2 separate regions of the Sus scrofa genome follow, and region 1 is linked to region 2. A link is a contact called in public Hi-C data. All regions are on one chromosome and are shown on one strand. The core of a region is the stretch at or near the end of the contact, and the rest is flanking DNA. Distances in the headings are between cores, read along the strand shown.

What was found. Hi-C and Micro-C count contacts between places; a contact is called where the count stands out from the background.
Region 1: a contact with region 2 is called in a Hi-C map of liver, with 2.2 times the contacts expected there. The contact joins two enhancer-like sites. A contact is called at or near these places in 5 of 47 Hi-C or Micro-C datasets (alveolar macrophages, fetal liver, liver and 1 more) and 2 of 2 datasets of contacts at active chromatin or transcription factors (alveolar macrophages and skeletal muscle).

Annotation. Positions count from the first base shown.
Region 1 is chr6:146,269,257-146,275,775 of Sscrofa11.1, reverse strand. All of the region lies in intron 8 of PDE4B (phosphodiesterase 4B), which reads left to right. All of the region lies in intron 1 of LOC102162258 (a long non-coding RNA gene), which reads right to left. Among named protein-coding and RNA genes, the nearest start is that of SGIP1, 220 kb to the right of the region's middle. Within about 2 kb of position 1,710, at least 42 of the 83 cell types and tissues checked have an H3K27ac peak or open chromatin away from gene starts, as enhancers often do. A contact at or near this core is called in fetal liver and liver, where this site is marked.
Region 2 is chr6:146,128,307-146,135,181 of Sscrofa11.1, reverse strand. LOC102162079 (a long non-coding RNA gene) reads right to left here. Exons shown (of 8, transcript XR_298679.3): 8 at 1,904-3,896. Among named protein-coding and RNA genes, the nearest start is that of SGIP1, 80 kb to the right of the region's middle. Within about 2 kb of position 4,026, at least 12 of the 83 cell types and tissues checked have an H3K27ac peak or open chromatin away from gene starts, as enhancers often do. A contact at or near this core is called in fetal liver and liver, where this site is marked.

The DNA of each region.
Region 1 (6,519 bases), core at 461-2,960, 140 kb before region 2:
CACCCATCCTATTCCTGGCTTTTGCATGCATTTCAGTACTGATCATGAGTATGTCGTGCAAGAATTTACTGAAAGGAAATAAATTATCAAGTGTTCACTGACTTTAAAAAATGTTCCTTTGCTTTGCAAAATAGGAGAATATTCTTTTTAATGGCCAGCACTTCTGATGATCACAAATGCAACTTGATTTTTAATAATATGCATCATATATGGAACATTCTAGCAGCCAAAACAATGGGTGAAGTGGAATAGTCTGTCCTGATTTTCTTCTTCCCAAATACATTGATCCATGTCCTAAGCAGGATCCTCACCCATGTCACAGATCAGATATTATGAAGAACAACCCCCAAGGCCATGGGTCCTTAGAAATGTCAGCAAGCCATGTCACAAAGATGACTCGAGAAATGCCTTGAGGACTCAGGCTCGACTGCTGCAGGTTCAAAGCCTGGGTATCCATAGCCTCGGCTCATGGTGGTTTTCAACACCAGTCAACTAGGTATATTTCGAGAAAAGTACAGAGAAATAGGATGAGATAATATAGAGCTTTCCAGTAAGATTGAAATAGGTTGACCTAAGTGAGAAACAGACTTGATATTTTTTAGTGCTCATGGGGATCCATTTCTTCTATATGTGTCCCCCAGGTCATTCTGGGGAGGAAATGGCTTTTTACTGGTTAATCCAGAAGCCTATTTCTCAGTATGAGTTCCTCCTGTGTCTTTGTTGCTGACCACGATTCCTCCTGGAAAGGTTCATGTGGGTGTGTCAGATGCAGCGTTTATTTGAGGAGTGGACAAGAGGCTCCGTGGGTTACCTGGGATCCTAAGAAATTCAGAAAGTCATGACCTTGCTTCGGTTCTCATTCTTGGCTGGAGCAGCCAGAGTCTAGGATGAGAGAGGGACCGTGTGTACAGCAGTAAAGGGCTCTCTGAGCCACGGTGATGGCCTGAGAGTGATCTGAGTCAGATGACTGGAAATGAAGCCCAGCACAAGCAGCACATTTGCTCCGTTTCTACATTAAGCAAGAACTGTCAAGCAGGGTTACAACACTTATGAACAAATACTAATAAAGTCAATCTTGTTACCAAAGGCTGCGGCCACTCGCACAAAAGGAGAAATTGGAGGGAATTACAGAGAGAGAGCGGAAAGGAAAGAAAAAAAAGCCTAAAAACATCAGATTGTTTTTTTCTTCTTTTCCTGAATGTTGTGTGGCCTGAATTATTGGGGTAATTTCCTTAATTATTCACCTCGAATGTTTAGACAGTCTGCATACAAAATAACAGGGCAGATGCACTGGAAAAGCTGTAGTAGTTCTGAGAGTATTTCCCCAAATGGTTGTTTTGTAGGGATTACTTTCGTTCAAATTAGCCCTCCTGAATAAGCTTACCTCAGAGCCCCAGCATCGAGCTGTTTATATTGATTTGCAAGTATTCCATGTGTCCTAAAATGAGATAAGGGTAAGTTGCAAAAAAAAAACATGAGCAAGTCAACTGAAGTGTGAAGAGTTAAAATGTTACCCTTGAGCAAAGGTTACCAAAAATAATACTCTGCTCATTAATGGCTACTTCACTACTTCCAAATTAATTTCTAAATTTAGTGTGAATGTTTCTTTGTATTAAATGGAACTGAGGAGACCCACAGCCTCTCATCTCTCACTTGCTGCCTAAAGACTGGAGTTCGTTCCGCCTTGGTTCCACTTCGTGTTTTTGCACTGCTGAGAAACACCATCCACCCACCCCCCCTGAAAGTTGGAATCATGCATGTTAGTAAGTATTTCAGTTATGCTATTGACGTCAATGGAGTCATTAAATAGATTGCTGGCCCTCCCAGAGGCAAATCACTGCCAGGGACCTAGATACAGACACGTTTTTTACAAAGACAACCATCAGGTTTTGCTATAGCAGTGAGCCAGGGAAAGGCAAAAGTTTATACTGTAGCAGACCTATCTCCAAACACAGTTTCTTTCTTTCTTTTGCATTTTAGTTCCGGCCTTTCTTTCTCTTTGGTTACAGTAGGCTGGAGCAGATGCCTAGATATTGTTGCCTGAATGTTTTGTGTGCAAAAGCATCTCCTGTCATTGAGACTCTGAAGGGAGACACCCCACTCTTAAAAAATGTGTCTCATCTTTAGCTCTACACAGCCTATCCTGATGTTTATTTGGTGGCATAAATTATCTAGGCAAATCGCTATTGTCTGCCCATATGAGCTATTGTCTCCTCGTGGCCTGAATAAACAGTGTCCTGCACACACACACACACACGCACACGCACATTTGTCCTTTCTGCTGCTTCTAGGTGACTTCTAGCTGCAGCCCCTCATCTATGAATCAACCTTTGTGCAGCCTGCCCTGTGCTTCGGCACTCAGGCTCTAAAGCAAAGGGTGGAGGAGGCGACAGAGAAGAAAGCTTCACTTCTCTCAGTTGGCTCATCTGCAGAGTCCCGCAGGAGGCAGGAGGCTGCCCACGTGCCTGTGTCCTCCCAAAGCCCAGCTGCTGCCAGCCTCAAGCCTGGTCATGCAGCTCGCCGGCATGTCAGAGAGGGCTCTTCAGGAAACATCTGTCTCTTCCTGGGTATTCCTGACAACTCTATTTACCTGGACAGGCCCAGGAGTCAGAGCCAAATCTTGCCCTCACACCTGGACTCTTCTGACTTTGCCCCCAGGCACGAAGTCGGGGAGCCATCTTGAGCAGAGCGCTCTCTCCGAATCCGGTTATCAGAATCCACCGTGCTGGTCTTAGCGCTCATCGCCTTTCCTAACCCTGTCCCTTCACTCCCTGCGCTCCTTATCAGTAAGTGTGTATACACGCTTATCAGTAAGTAGGCACAGAAATGCCAGACATCCAGCCACCTTTAGTAACCCCTTTGGGTTCATCCGGAGGCCCAGATCCACCCCCAACTCCACCACTGCGCCTTTCCCCACATTCCTGGCTCTGTGTATCTCTCCACCATCTTTTATCGCTCCACCTCCCACAGCTGGCTCTTGGGGTCTTTGCTCCAATCTTACCCCCTGGTTTTCTTCCCATCCTCCCTCCCTTAGTGTCGTGCTCCATCCTTCTCTACGTTAACCCTGGTGGGGGGTCCTTCAGCTTAGTTATTGTACTCATTCCCCCCACACACTTCAATCCACCTTCCATTCTGTGACTGGAATTATTCTTCTAAAATCCAGTTATGGTTATATTGTTTGCTGAGCGAGTGATCTTTAACCGTCCAGATAAGATCCTTACTTCTTACCAGGTTTGCAAAGTCTCTCAGAATTTTGCTTCTAAATCCTTCTTTGTCCTCATCTCTCCCTTTAACCCCTACCCCCAAGCACAGTAGATCGCTGAGTTGCACCTAACAGACGGTCGCTCAAATACACCAGGCTCTTCTTGCCTCCCTGCCTTTGTACATTCTGTTCCCTCGCCCAGGCTGCCCTTTCCTAAAAATGTCATTCACATATTCAGCACAGGGATTTGCTTACATTGTCGCAGTGAAGGAGTTCTTTATAATCGCTCTGATTTTTGGATTCTGGATTCAGGATTGAACTAAATATATGTCTCAGTTCAAACCCTAATATAGAGTATATGGTTAGCAGGTACTAGTTCCTTTCCCCATTCCTGTCTGGAAAGTACGTTTCTTATCTTTCAGAGCTCAGCATAGATGCCATCTTCTGGATGTGCTCCCCTCAACTCATCCCAAACCACTCTCAACAATTATCTTAATTATTATCTCAAAATCTCAATTTTTGCGCTTTTTCATAATGTGCTGTATTTTTCATTTTATTTAATTTTAATTTTATTTTTATTAGAGTGTCATTTATTTACACTGTTATGTCAATTTCTGCTGTGCAGTACAGCCACCCAGTCATAATGTATTTTTCATTTTAATTTTATCCTCTTCTCATCTTAGTGTCCCGAGTCAAGTACGAATCCTCTTTTTTTTTTTTTTTTGTATCCCTAATTTATAGCAGAAGATCTAGAGCATGTGCTCAATAAAGGTTTATGAAATGAACAAAGACAAATGAGGGAATGCTCATTGCAGAATCAGAAAGCACTGGAAGGGAGCTGAAGCCCATATTTGGCTTTCTTTCAGGCTGGTGTAACTATCTTCCAGCTCTCAGGCACGTGCACATAGCCAGCATCCCTGGCTAATCTTGACTACATGTGACTTTCCTTTGCTCAAAGTGAACTCTTTATTATCCATCACTTCAGAAAGGACAGTTTTAAATGAAGTGAAAAAAAAAAATGAAAACAACTAAATGTGCCTAGTTTCTCATACTATACTATGTTCTTTGTGCCTAGCACAGAGCCTGGCACAAAGTAGGTACTCATTTAATGTTTCCTGAATTGAATTCGATTGGTATCATGGACCAGCCTTAGATAAGTTACTTCTCTGAGACTCAGTTTTCTTATCTTGAAAATGGGGCATTTTAATATTCCATCTCACAAGATTGCTGGAAAGACTAAATGAGAAGGGCTGTGCATAGGAATGAACAGTGAAGGCTCCGAAGCCAGGTTGTCTCCCCCAAACCCTAGCTCCCCCACTGTGTGACCTTTGGACCATGTCACAATTGCATCCTCTCCAAAATTGGAATGGATGTTGTACATATTTCACATGTTGGTTGGAAGGATTCAATATATAAACATCTGTCAAACACTTAGAATAGCTCCAGGCACTTAGAAAGTGTCAATATTAGTATCAGTATCATTAGTGTCATATAATACCCTTCCACAGCACCCTACACAAAGCAGGTGGTCATCGTGTGACAAAAGAGAGCCCTGACCTACTGGTATTAGTAAGGAAACAAAACAGAAAGCCTTGTTGAGATCTTTCTAAAAGGTTCTAAATGACTGCTTTTTCCTCGCAATGCAATGTAGAAGGCAGTCTGTTTTGGAAAGATCCTTTCCCCCGAAACCGTAAAAAGTCTGAGGATAGGGAAATAGATTTAGAACTGAAGGTAGGATTCTCCAGGGCGTACCATGGGAAGCTTAGGAGGGCTGAGGCCAAAAGGAGCTGCAACCAAATATAAGAGGACTCAATACAAGTGTGGTTCTTTCTCTTAAAAGCAGACTGCAAGGAAGAAGGTCCAGTTAGCATTCTGATAAACTGGACCTTAGTCAAGTGAGAGTTTTCTTTTGCATAAAGCTGAGAGGTCCTCACTTTATCAGATCGAATTATTACAGCTATACAACCCATTACGTTGTAGGTAAATAAACATGTTCAGGTCTGGGCACACACCTGCTTGGGTACAGGTTCTTCAACCCACAGCTCAGCAGTCAGCAGCAGCACAGGCTGGACCAGTGCTTCCCTTTGGAGAGAAGACAGATCCTCCTAGCAGAGGCAGCATCAAGGAGGGCGTCTATTTCGTCTTTTTGAAAGAAGTGCATGCCCCCTCTCAGTACCCTCGTGGCCACCTGCCCCCTTCTCTCCTCTTTCTTGGGAGGGAGGGAAATGAGGAGAAGGAGGATGTGTTGACCTGGAGAAGAATGAGCGTGGATGCTGGGAGCCAAAAGAGGAAGGAAGAGGACCATCTGAGTTCCCTTTTCTCCCTCCCACATCCCCAAGACCACGTGATCCTGGGGGGCAGGGTGAATTGACTTGCTTGCTTCTCAACAACTCCTGGCCAGCACTTTATGGAGTTGCCTCCAGAGCTGTTCTCGGAAACCAGGAGCATTTCAGGGAACAGCCTTTCACCCAAGAGAAGAGAAACAAAGCAGGGACTGTCCCCTTGAAATCGAGAACAGGCCACGGAGCTCACTGGATCTTTGCCTTAGTTTATTGTCTTGACTTATTCCCAGTCAAAGCTGTTGACATGGACCAAAAGGGACCCCTCAGAGGTTTGTGTGCTTTTCCTACCCTTCTGTGACCACGGAGCGCGCTGGGGCCGTGGGGCTTGCCCACCTCATTTGGTCCATGGAGGCAGCCAGGACAGTAATTCAGCCTGTGCCCCTGCCCCCCTGTTACTCTTAGGGTTTACATTTTTACGGTCCTGTCTGGCTAGTGCTGCTTATCCAATAAACTGGAGAATTTCCATCCCCCCACAGGCCTGCCCCTGATGGCAGGAGAGAAACTCCTCTTATGCGCCGAGCACTGTGCTAGGCTCTCTGCACACACTGTTTTCTCACTAATTATCCCAAATGAACTGTTTTGCTGATGCGATTGTCCCTGTTTCTCAGATTTAGAAAAAAGGAGACTCAGCGGGAATATGGGGGGTTACTCAAGACCACACAGTTAGTAAGCGATCAAGTCAGAACTGAAACCTAGGTCTGTGTTTCTTGAAAACCCACGTTCTTCCCTCTACTCCAGACCACACTATTCTGGCCTCTGCCACACTGCAAACCTCGGATGTTAAAATGAGCGGAAACGGGGTAGTGAGAATTTCACAACAGAAGAGCAACCAAAGGAACTGAGTTATCTGCAACCTCAACAAGTACTATTTAATAATTTCCTTTCATTCCTTTGTCATTGCTCCCTTTCATGGTAGTGTGTGTATGTCTTGGGAGAAATGTGTCTCATACATGTCCCTTATTCATTTATTCAGTA
Region 2 (6,875 bases), core at 2,777-5,276:
TGGACCCACCCCCAGGAAGGGGGTATGTGGAACCTGGCATGTGGCCGTTACCTTTGGCTGAGAGCAATTGTCCAAGAGGCCCTTCAGCAATCAACACTTCCATCCTCTGGGGGAGGGTACTGAATGTCTTTGTTCTGAAGGCAGTTTGGGGGTGGCACTTCACAGGGGCCACTACACACGTTAATTCTGTCCCATGCTGGGAAACAGAGTTCTAGAGAAGGGAGGTGGCTGGCCCAGGGTCACATGGTAAGTGATAGAGTAAAGAGCAGCACTCGGCGGTTCCCAAGGCAATAGAAATAAAAGTAAAAATAAACAAACGGGGCCTAAGCAAACTCATAAGCTACAGCACAGCAAAAGAAACCATAAACAAAATGAAAAGACAACTTACCAACTGGGAGAAGACATTTATAAACCATGTGACTGACAAAGGTTTCATTTCCAAAATACATAAACAGCTCAAATAGCTCAGTGACACTCAATAACAAACCAACCAACAAACAAAAGAAACAACCCAATCAAAAAATGGGCAGACCTAAATAGCCATTTCTCAAAAAGAGACATGCAGATGGCCAATAAGCACATGCAAAGATGCTCCACATCACTAATTATTAGAAAAATACAAATCAAAATTACAACAAGGTATCACATGGTCAAAATGACATCATTAAAAATTCTAGGAGTTTCCATCATGGTGCAGCAGAAACGAATTTGACTAGGAACCATGAGGTTGTAGGTTCAACCCCTGGCCTCACTCAGTGGGTTAAGGATCTGGTGTTGCCATGAGTTGTGTGGTGTAGGTAGCAGGTGCAGATTGGATCTGGCGTTGCTGTGGCGGTGGCATAGGCAGGCAGCTACAGCTCCAACTAGACCCCTAGCCTGGGAACCTCCATATGCCATAGGTGCAGCCCTAAAAAAAGACAAGAAAATAAAAATTCTACAAATAAATGCTGGAGAGGGGTGGACAAAGGGGAACCTTCCTACACTCTTGGTGGGAAGGTAACTGGTGCAGCCACTATGGAATTTCCTTAAAAAACTAAAAATAGAGTTGCCATATCATTCTGCAATCCCACTCCTGGGCATATATCTAGAAAAGATGAAAGACCTAGTTAGAGAAGATACATGTCCCATTGTTTGTAGCTGTACTATTTATAGTAGCCAAAACATGGAGGCAACTTAAATGTCCATCAACAGATGAACAGATGAAGAAGATGTGGTATAGAATTTCCCTCTGTGGCTCAGTGGAAAGGAACCTGACTAGTATCCATGAAGATGCAGGTTTGATTCCTGGCCTTGTTCAGTGTGGCTCAGATCCAGCATTGCTGCAGCTGTCGAATAGGCCAGCAGCTATAGCTCTGATTTGACCCCTAGCCTGGGAACTTCCATATGCTACAGGTGTGGCTATAAAAAATTTTAAATAAAAGAATAAGATGTGGTATATGTATATCTTTTTTTAAAATTTATGTATATTTATATATGGTATATATACACATGATGGAATACCATGCAGCCATAAAAAAGAATGAAATAATGTTATTTGCAGCAACATGAATGGACCTAAAAATTATAATACTAAGTGAAATAAGTCAGAAAGAGAAAGACAAATATCATATGATGTCATTTATATGTATCACGTATATGAACTAAGAAATCCTATAAATGAACTTATGTATAAAACAGAAACCTAAAGACATAGGAAACAACCTTATGGTTACCAAAGGAAAAGAAGGGGGGAGAGATAAATTAGGAATTTGTAATATACAAATATACACACTACCATACATAAAATAGATAAATAACATCTTACCGCATAGCACAGGGAACTACATTCAATGTAGTTCATATTTGTAATAAATATGTAATAGAAAAATATGAAAAAGAATATATAAATTTATACGTGTGTGTAACTGAATCACTTTTCTGTACACTGGAAACTAACTCAATGTTGTAAATTAACTATACTTCAATTAAAAAAAAAAAAAGAACAGCACTCAGGACTGTGAACTTCTAAGCAGTACTTTCCCTCTCATACCAATACCTGTATTATTTGCTAAGCATCTCTGTCTGCTCACCAACATGTTAAGCACATGATGTTGATTTTCATATTAACTAATCAGACCAAACCCCCAAAAGTGGGCATTATGATCTTCATTTTCTAATGGAGGAAACAGAGGTCTCAAAAGCATTTAGTAGCCTGGCCAAGGGCCTGGCACACATTACACCCCTCCGAAGCCTGTCCTCATAGCCCCCAGCTCTATCCCCGGAATTCAACCAGCCACTCCCGCCCTAGTGCTGCACTTCATGCTGTTGCTCTGATGGTCAATGCTGACACAAAAGCACAAGTTATCCTTCCCTGCCCAGCAATCTCACCCCCGTGACAACCACTCTTTGGGTGCCCATTTGTGTTCCCTTTCTGGCACATTGCGATTCCCATGCTTAATTAATGCGATGATTTTTTCCACTGTATCCAACCAAGGATACCAAGGCTCACAACCCTGTAGACTGAACATGGTTTCAGCCATTCAACAAATATTTATTGGGTGTTCTCTCTGGGCAGCGCCACACAAAGGGGTTTGCATTCCTTCACTCAGAGTGTGCCATGAGGTCAGTACTCTGCTCCCTGATTCATAAATAAGGAAAACAGAGGCTTAGAAAGTTCAATTATTTACCCAAACGCACACAGCCTGGATTTAACCTGCTTTGCTTTGACAGCCCTGTCTTCACTCACTGGCTGTTATTAAAGAAATATTTATTCAATGCCTGCGCAGTGCCCAGTCCTTGCAGACATGTGCTGGGGACAGAGGTCCACTGGGGACACATGCTCACACTCCCTGCCATCATTGATACTGCCTTCTAGGGCAGGGGTCATGAAACAAATGCCTGTGGGGGCTTTGAGGGAAGGGGTCGTGTGGGGAACACTGGGGAGTGGAGAGTTAATCCCTTATTTCCGGGGGCAGTGGCCACTCAACTCCAGGCAAATGTTGCTCTGTGAGAATATGGGCCCAGAGTGGCCAGATTTTCCATTGTTAGATGAGCCAGAAACCTGCATTCTATGTGAAATAGCTTGACGTTGTAGAGGTGGCCCCAAACCCAACAATTCTGTAATCACTAACGGGGGCTAAGAGTCACATACAGGCCAGATTAAACCCAGGAGTCCACAAATGCCATTGTACACTGAGGCTCTGAGCAAATTAGCTTGCCTGAATCCAAAACGATCTTACACTGAAAGATCAAGGGCGCCGTCCCCTGTCCCCAAGTCTAGGGATTTTGTCCATGTGACAAAAAGCTTCGCATCGGTCTCTAACTTTTTCGGCTACAGGAATCCTCCAGCCTCTGCAACCATCTCTCTCATTCCTTGAAGCTCCCTTTTTCCTGAGCCCAGGCTATTAGCTGACCCACTTCTGTCAGGAAATAGCTTGATCGTGGGCGTCTGCAAACAGTAAGACAAGGCTACGTGACCACTGCTCAGCGCCTCCCTCCCCCTCCCCGTTCCTGCTGCCACCAGATGGTTCTGAGATAATGCCATGTCTTTCCTGCAAGAAACAACATTCCCGGGCCATGCTGCTGATCCCCCCTGATGGTCCTGGGAATGCAATTTCTCAGCCTCTCCCCTCTTGTCATCGCTTCCCCTGTCTTATCTTCAGAGGACTGAGGGGGACCTGAGCTGGTCACTTTCCAAGGACAGTCAATTATCCCATGCTGGGCTCCCAGCGGCTCACGTAGACGGTAGAAACATGCAGTCTCCAAGTTCCGGCTCGCCCATGGATGCTTGCATTGTATGTGTGTGACCACCATACCATTCTCCAAGTTATATATGATACCCATCTCACGCCTCTTCTCTCTGTTATGAATCCTGTTCTTTAATCAGACAAGTGGCGTTCTTGCCTCTCACGAATTCCCTGGGAGACAAAAACAAGATGATCTTAGCCCATAAACCTGGCATCCAGCCAAGCTTTGACTTCTGATCCCAGCCCTTTCCTCAGTCCTCAACCTGATTCCAGCCACAGTTAGACAAGATCTCTTTCTAGCCCTGATGATGACAGAAGAGGCAAGGAGTGGAGATACAATCCATAGTTACTGCCTAGTCCTGGATAGTAATTAGTAGGAGGGAGTATTAGCCCTAATCCTGGATAGTAATTAGTAGGAGGGAGTATTAGCCCTAATCCTGGATAGTAATTAGTAGGAGGGAGTATTAGCCCTCGGAGGTGCGATCATTATTAGCTGGAAGAAAGAACTGGCAGGAAAAGATGACATCGTTATGCTGGATCATTCTTCGTATTAAGTGTGCAACTGACATGCAAAGATCTGAGGATTCCAAATCCAGAGACCATGGAAGAGATTTTGAATACATTGGTTGACACAGGGCAATCTAGGCACTTGAGTTTTTCATATTTGAGGCTTCAGTTACTCTCACCCTACCCTCCAAAAGCCATGTTATACCACCATTTAAAAACTTTGCTGAGGAGTCCCCATTGTGGCTCAGTGGGTTAGGAACTCAACCATAATGTCCATGTCCATGAGGATGTGAGTTCGATCCTTGGCCTCGCTCAGTGTATTTAGTATCCAGTGTTGCAGCAAGCTGCAGTGTAGGTCGCAGATGTGGCTCAGATCCTGCACCGCTATGGCTATAAGCATAGGCTGGCAGCAGCAGCTTTGATTCAACCCCCTGGCCAGGAACTGCCATATGCCACAGGTAAGGACCTAACACAAAACACTAAAAAAAAAAAAAAAAATTAAAAAAACTTTGCCAATTCAGATCACACTGTGAAAGCAAATCATTTAATAAATGAATGAGCTTAGCTGACTAACTGGCATCAAATTTTATCTATACTCACCACATGATTTCACTAAAGCCTCACAAAGAGCCCTGCTGGGCAGATATTTTTAGCCTCATTTTATAGATTAATGTATAGGAGATCATGGGCTGGGGCAATATTATTGAAAATGAAGATTTAAGAAAGTGTCAAAACGTTGTCTCACTTCCATGTCAAGAGTCTAATGGACTAATTTTCCTCTTCTGTACTTGAAACAATCCAGCAGAAAGAAAAAACATGAGTGCAATAATTTGGAGAAAGTCTTAGAACTGTAACACAGACACCAGCTGAGGCCTCTGTAGACTATAAAATCTCCTTAAAGCTACTATAGCCTCCCATCCTACCCTTAGGAGAGCTTCCTCCCATAGCCAAGGGCCCTGTTCTCTGCACGTTTTACTTCTGTGGTCAGCTCGCCTGTATACAAGCACCATTTCTATTCCTTTGGGAATATCCCTAGGCCAACTCTTTCAAAGATGTCCATAAAAATCCAAACAAATGTTTTAGGATTTTGTAGACTTGGTAGAAGTTTTTTTTTGGGGGTGGGGGGAGGCTTGGGGGGGTGGTAAAGAGGAGATACACAAAGAAGCACGCAGCTTGCTCCCATTTCCCTCACCCTGCCTCCCTCCCCCCCTTTTCCATATTCATTCTCCCAGCCCTCTGAGAGCTACAAATCAGTGCCTCTTACACAACTCCTGGTCATTTTCTCTAAAGCAGCACCAGCCAACTCTCAAACCTCAAGAGGCTTAGATTGGCCTCAAGTGAGGCTATCAAAGTGTTTTCCTGTGAAAATGTTCTTGTATCTGCTGCTGAGAGAATTAAAAAAAAAACAACAAAAAAAAACTCTCCCTTTGGTGTTATAACCATGAGAACTGTCCTAAAATGGAACAGGCTGCCCCAGGAAATAGGCAGATGGATTTCTCTAAGCTAAACACATAGAGAAGCATTTAGGGAGACACTGGGGAAGGATCTGGATGAGTGATTCTGCCAAACTATCTTTAGGATCCTTTCAACCTAGAGATGCTTTAGCGCAAGAGTTCTGAGCACCCCCCAGACTTTGACAGCAGACTGATGGGGATCAGAGTCTTGCACCCCACCTCTCACCAGCAGCAGGAGTGTGGGTACCCTATCTACCCCCTCCATGACTCCTTTCCCACATCTGGAAAATGCAGGTGATCATTTATAAATGACAAAATGTTTCTCCACTGTTTCACACAAGGCCCTCTACATGGTAATAGCAGCATAAAAGAAGGCTGCTGGTATGGTCTTTATTTCATTATCACTGTTTTGTTTGTTGGTTGTCCAAGTCAGAGAGGCATCAGAATTTAATGAAAACCCAATTAGGAGTCAAAAGAAATAAACTCTAGTACCACTTTTTCTATAGATCATCTGAATGCTGCTCAACATGCTACTTGACCAATCTAGGCCTCTTTCCTCATTTGAAACTGTGGGGTGATGATCAGGATCCTCTTTGACGACTTCACACAGTTGTCATGAGAGATGAGAAAATTTATGTAACTGTGTTTGGAAAATTTTAGTTATCTTAAAAATTGGTTAAAATGGCAGCGTTTGCCACATCTGCCTTAGATGCCCATCCCACATTTCTTGAGTCCTCAGTGTTCCTGAGTTGACCCCAGCTCATCTGGGACCCACCTAGGTACACCAGCTTATTCATGGTCCTGAAGAAATAACCCTAAATCTCCTCTACCATTAATCCCTCCTCCCCACTTGAAAAGTTTACTGCTCAGTGGTCCCTATTCGCTGCTGGTTCAAGAACTTCTTACTGACTTTGTAAACCATCATTCTCTGAAAACATATTTGTATTTTCAATAGGAGTCTTCTAGAGACATCATCCCATGGACCATCAGGAAGATAAAGATAGTAGAATTATTTTAGAGAAGATGGAACTACTGATGTAGAAAACAGCCTACTCCATCTAAAGGAAGGCCAGTTCCCCTCTGTTTTATGTCCTACGTAAGTGTCTATCCAAAGCTCCTGTTGATCAGCTGTGAGCTCAACGGACATTCATGTCCTTGGGACAGCTTTCATTTTATACCAAACTACCTC